Regions from separate parts of the Sus scrofa genome. Here region 2 is linked to region 1. Evidence: chromatin contacts called from public promoter capture Hi-C data. All regions are on one chromosome and are shown on one strand. The core of a region is the stretch at or near the end of the contact, and the rest is flanking DNA. Distances in the headings are between cores, read along the strand shown.

The links. Promoter capture Hi-C pulls out the DNA fragments that hold promoters and counts their contacts.
Region 2: a contact with region 1 is called in a promoter capture Hi-C map of liver, with 5 times the contacts expected there. The contact joins the enhancer-like site here to the promoter of KCTD15 in region 1. A contact is called at or near these places in 1 of 5 promoter capture datasets (liver), 9 of 47 Hi-C or Micro-C datasets (alveolar macrophages, epiblast stem cells, heart right ventricle and 4 more) and 1 of 2 datasets of contacts at active chromatin or transcription factors (skeletal muscle).

Annotation. Positions count from the first base shown.
Region 1 is chr6:43,527,375-43,530,074 of Sscrofa11.1, forward strand. KCTD15 (BTB/POZ domain-containing protein KCTD15) reads left to right here and starts at 1,303. Exons shown (of 7, transcript XM_021094316.1): 1 at 1,303-1,466.
Region 2 is chr6:43,598,441-43,601,140 of Sscrofa11.1, forward strand. It overlaps LOC100623157, which reads right to left. Exons shown (of 10, transcript XR_002344636.1): 8 at 1,914-2,004. Among named protein-coding and RNA genes, the nearest start is that of KCTD15, 71 kb to the left of the region's middle. Within about 2 kb of position 1,406, at least 2 of the 83 cell types and tissues checked have an H3K27ac peak or open chromatin away from gene starts, as enhancers often do. A contact at or near this core is called in liver, where this site is marked.

The DNA.
Region 1 (2,700 bases), core at 53-2,552:
AGCCTGGCTCGAGCCAGGGCGTCCCCGAAGCCGGACGGGGGCGCAGTGCAGGCCGGGCGCGCGGCACTGGAGGCTCCGTGCTCCGTTTCCTAGGAGCCGGGAAGTGGTCCAGGAGCAGGCGGAGGTGGGGGACGGGCGGGGAGCGAGAGAAAGAGGAAGGGGAGGAGGAGGTAGGACAGGAGGAGGAAGCGGCAGCCGCCTCGGGGACCAGGGGGGACGCCCTGGGCGCAGGCCTCGGCGCCGCGAGGAGTCTTGGCGTTAGACGTCTCCATCGCGCCGCGCGAGTCAAGGAAATGGCGCGTCTGGCCGCGGGGGGCCGGCCGGGCGCCCCCCTCCCCCGCGGTAGCCGACCGCGTGTCCGCAGACGTCACGGGCGGCGCTGCTCCCCGGTAGAGGGGCGGTCGGGGCAGAGACCCGGGGAGGAAGGCCGGGGAGGGGGAGGGGCGGCTCTGGCCCCCGGCTCCGCTCCAGCCCCGGCCGACTCGCAGCCCAGTTTCTTCCCAAGTCCCGCCCCTGGCCCCGGGCGCCGCGGCGGCGGCTGCTCTCCTCTTTGTAACCGAGGAGTCAAGAAATGTGAGAAACGTGCCCTGTGTTACTTATTTGGGAGCCGAAAATTTATGCCCAGCTGAAAGCGCCCGGGGAAATATTACATCAGATGAAATGACAATGATTAAAATCAGCTTCTCCCCCGCCCCCTCCCGAGCCCGGAGGAGGCCCGGGCGCCGCGTGGCTGGCCGGCGGGGGGCGGGGGCTGGGCGGCGGAGGGCGCGGGGCCTGGGCGCACCGCTCCCGGGAGGGTCCTGGCGGAGGCCACGGCGGGAAGGCGCAGGCTTCGGGGGAGGCGGGTGGTGCTCGCCCGGCTAAAGGAAGGGAAACGGCGCATTTTTGTCGCCGAGCGCGGTAGGCGCGGGCGCGCGGAGCTAATTGCGACTCTAATCCTCTGCCCCGCGGCGCAGCCAAGCCCCGAGCCAGGAGTCGCCGCGCGCTCCCGCTCGCCTCGCCGCGCTGGGTAATTTGGAGCCGGATCGCTGCCCTTGGCGTCCGGGCTCGGCCGCGACGGGGCGCGGGCTGAGGGCTGAGGTGGGGGGCTGGTTTTCTCGCCAGCAACCGGGGAAGGCCGCTGGAGAGAGAGGAGGGAGGAGAGGAGGTGGGAGCGGCGGGAGGGCAGCCGGAGAGCGGCGCGAAGAGGAGGCGGCGGCGGCGGCCGCGAGGAGGGGAGGAGGCGAGGGGAGGGCGGGGAGGGGAGGCCCCGGCGCGCCGCGCCGCGAGGGGCCGCGCGAAGCGGGGGCCGGGGCGGGAGGGGTGGGTGGGGGAGGGTTGGGGGCGAGAGAGAAAGTAACTCCAGGACGAGACCGGAGCGACCCGCGCGGCGAGCATAGGCGGCGAGGCTGTGCCCGGCGCCCGAGACCGGCGGCTGCGGGGGGCGGGGGCTGCGCCCGAGCCGGATCCGCCGCTCCGGCTCCGAGGTAAGCCCCGCGCGGGCGGCCACCGCTCAGCGACGCGCACCCCTGTCCCTAAAGTGGCTGTGATACCCAGAAAGTCGCCCGGCCGGGATTCGGACCTGGGCGGGGGCGGCTGCTTTGTCCCGGTGCAAGGCGGCGGGGACTGGCGGCGCGGGGGCACCCAGCACAAAGGCCTGGCGCGGGAAGGGGGGATTGCCCACGTGGGCCGGCCCTGGCCCCGGGTGGACCCTCCCCACGCGGGCGGGCACCGAGCTTCCTGCCGCGCGGGGCGGGGTGGGGGGGAGGGTGGCGTTCAGGTCCGGGCACTTGGGCCTCAGTGCAGGGCCGAGCGCCCTGCAGAGCCAGCGAGTTTCCGGGGTCAGAACCGGGCTCACGCAGCTGGGGCTTCGGGCTGATTGGGCCGGGCTTGGTGTCCAAATCAGGGAGAGAAAAAGTCTCCAACGGGACAGATGTGCGTCCTCAGACGCCCACCCGCGAGTCCCAAACGGAGCGGAAGGGGCTGGCGCGCCGGTGGGTCATCCCAAGCGCGGGTCTGGAACCCCAGGCGGGCCGCGCGGAGACGCGGTCGTCGCCGCCGGAGCCCTGCACCCCGCCGGTACCCCCAGACCTGGACGCGCGCACCGGCACACACTCTCAAACAGCCCCCCCTCCCCCTTAGCTGGAGCGCGTTTCCGTCCTCCGCGCCCCCCACCCCCGGCTGCAGAAAGATAAGCTTCAAGTTTTCACTCGGTGTCTCAAATGTGCATGAAGGAATTTAACTGCACGAGTGAATAACAGCATTAGTTTCAATTAATTTTTTTTAATCCCGGCAACAATAAACTTTGAGAACAAAAGCGCTTTTACGTCCTTAATTAGGCGAGCTTCCCATCTGTGGTCTCTTAAGTGTCTGCCTCTTGATTTAACTTTGTCTTCCGCCCCGCCCCTGCCGCACACCCCTCCCGGTCCTGCCAGGCGCTCTGGGTTCCGCGGCCACCCCCGCCCCGCGGCGCCGCGGGCCTGGGCCCAGCCGGCTCCGGCCGCCCCGAAGTTCACAGCGGCCGGCGGGCTCCGTGGAGGGGCTGGCGCGCGCCAGGTGGCCCGCCTGCCTCCCTTCTAGCCCACCTCCTGGGCAATTCTGCAGGCCCCTGGCCCTCTAGCCCCGGGCTGGCGCCCTGGGCGCAGAGCCGAAGGGAGCTCTCGAGGCGCCTTCTGTTTACCTTTTATGGTTAAAATAACAGCTTAGCAAAGAAGCGACTTC
Region 2 (2,700 bases), core at 156-2,655, 71 kb after region 1:
CATCGGAAAATTCTTGGTCATTATCTATTCAAATATTGCTTCTGTTCAATTCTCCCTCTTCCTGTTTTCCTCTGGGACCTCAGTTACAATTACGGTAAAAGCTTTTCATTATGTCCAAAATATGACATACTCATTCTGTATTTTCCATCATTTTGTCTTTTTGTGCTTCACTGCAGACATTTTTTTCTGATATATCTTCCAATTCACTATTCCTCTCCTAATTTGTGTCTCATCTACTTGGAACTCATCTAATATGTTATTTTTAATTACACTTTTTCAGTTATATTTCCATTATTTTGTAGGTCACAGATGCATCTCTGATCCCACATTGCTGTGGCTGTGGCATAGACCAGTGGCTACAGCACAGATTCAACCCCTAGCCTGGGAACCTCCATATGCCACAGGTGCAGCCTTAAAAAGACAAAAAAAAAAAAATCCGTTCTGTCTCTCATTTCCTTGAATGTATTGATCAGAGGGTATTTTATCTATATCTAATAACTCCAATAACTTGGTTCCCTGTGAATCAGTTTCTTCTTGTTTTTTTTTTTTTTCAGGGGGCTGCACCAACAGCACATGGAATTTCCCAAGATAGGGGCTGAATCAGAGCTGTAGCTGCCAGGCTATGCCACAGCCACAGCGACATGGGATCCGAGCCCACATCTGCGACCTACACCACAGCTCACAGCTACACTGGATCCTTAACCCACTGAGCAAGGCCGGGGACTGAACCCACATCTTCATGGATACTAGTCGGGTTCATTTCCGCTGAGCCACAAGGGGAACTCTGTCAATCAGTTTCTATTATCTTTCCTCTCTTGGTTTAGGGTGATTTAGTTTTGTCTCCTGGTATGCCTAGTAAATTTGGATCAACTGCTACATACTGTATATGAAAAATTATAGAACTAAGGTGATACTGTGGATGAGGCTATCTTTCTCCAGAGATTTTCTTTTGCTCTTGTCATACAGTTGGTATAGGGGCATATCCTTAGTTTGCTTTGAGTAAAACCTTTTTGAAAGTTGGTCCTTTTTTGATTTGCCCATACTACTGGTATAAACTTTCTGAGGTCCTAACAAAAAGGCTAGGCTATTACCAGGGCCTCTCTGAGACTGCCAAAGCTTTGCTCAGCTTCTTAGCACTGAAGTCACTGCTCTTAGAGATAAATGCCTTGAGAAGAATAATAGTGCTGTTATATACTAAATATCTGTGCTCCCCCCCAATTCATATATTGAAGCCTTAGCCCCCAGTGTGATGGTATAAGGAAGTGAAGCCTTGGGAAGGTAATTAGGTTTAGTTGAGGTCATAAGGGTGGAGCTTCTGTGATTTGATTAGTGCTCTTATAAGATCAGAAAGAGACATCAGAGCTTCCTCTCTTTGCCTTGTGAGGACACAGAGAGAAGGTGGCAATCGGCCAGCCAGTCCTCATCAAGAACCGAATCTGCTGACACCCTGGTTTTGGACTTCCAGCCTCCAGAACAAAAGTGTCAAATGTCAGATTCACCTTTCTGTTTCTGTTCTCTCCAGGATCTTGCCCTCTCAAGTTCTCTCAAGTTAGACAGATTTTTTAAATTATCCAGCTGTTCTACTTGTTTGAGGTTGGAGGCTTGGTTTGATCCAGGTTGGTGTTCCAGAGTCAGAAGTAGAGGTCTCAACTATTGCTATAGCATAATTCCTCGGTTATAATGATGGTTAGCACAAAAATAAAGGTTTAGAGTATTGGTTTTGGTGTAATAAATTCCATATGGGTGGGTTTTAAAAAGTGCAGATTGGTTCAACTGATTGGAAAAAGTAGAAAATTACAGCTTTCTATTAAGATAAATTATTCTAATTAAATTAGTATAAGAAGCTTTTGAGCAGTCACTGAAAACATACATCACAGCTAATTTCCTAATATTTTTCCCACAGTGACGTATACCTTTGGTTTATAGCAGTAAGAATTAGAGGAGCTGCAAGCTTCCCAGCTCTCCACCAGGCTCTGGATCACGCCGCTAGATGCTGCCAGGTCCCTAAGAAGACAACATATTTGATTCAGTATCACAGTCCAGGCAAACTCATTCAACAAACATACAGCAACCAAATTTAAAGAGCCTTATCTTATGTCTCCAAAATTTTCAGAAATTATTCTTTCAAAGTACAAACATCCACAAAAACTGAGAAGATGAAGAGTTCCCATCGTGGCTCAGTAGTTAACGAATCCAACTAGGAACCATGAGGTTGCGGGTTCGATCCCTGGCCTCGCTCAGTGGGCTAAGGATTTGGCATTGCCACGAGCTGTGATGTAGGTCTCAGATGTGGCTTGAATCTGGCGTGGCTGTAGTTGTGGTATAGGCCGGCAGCTGTAGCTCCAACTAGACCCCTAGCCTGGGAACCTCCATATGCCATGGGAGCGACCCTAGAAAAGGAATAGAGACCAAAAAAACTGAGAAGATGAAAATAGAAAATAATTTTCCATAACAGAATAGAGATGTGATACTGCAACTACTTGTCAAGGGACAACTGCTGTTTTAAGCTTTGCCCCAACAGATGGTTCATGACACATGGGTGAAAAGGCCATCAAAGCACAAAGTTCATCCTGTTTTGGCAGAGAATGGGATAAACTAGTTAACCCAAAGGCCAGGCTGCATGCTGTATACTGAACCACATGTCCTACAGGAAGAGAGGGAAGATAAGAACAGCTGGGAAGGCTAAGAGTATCGACTATA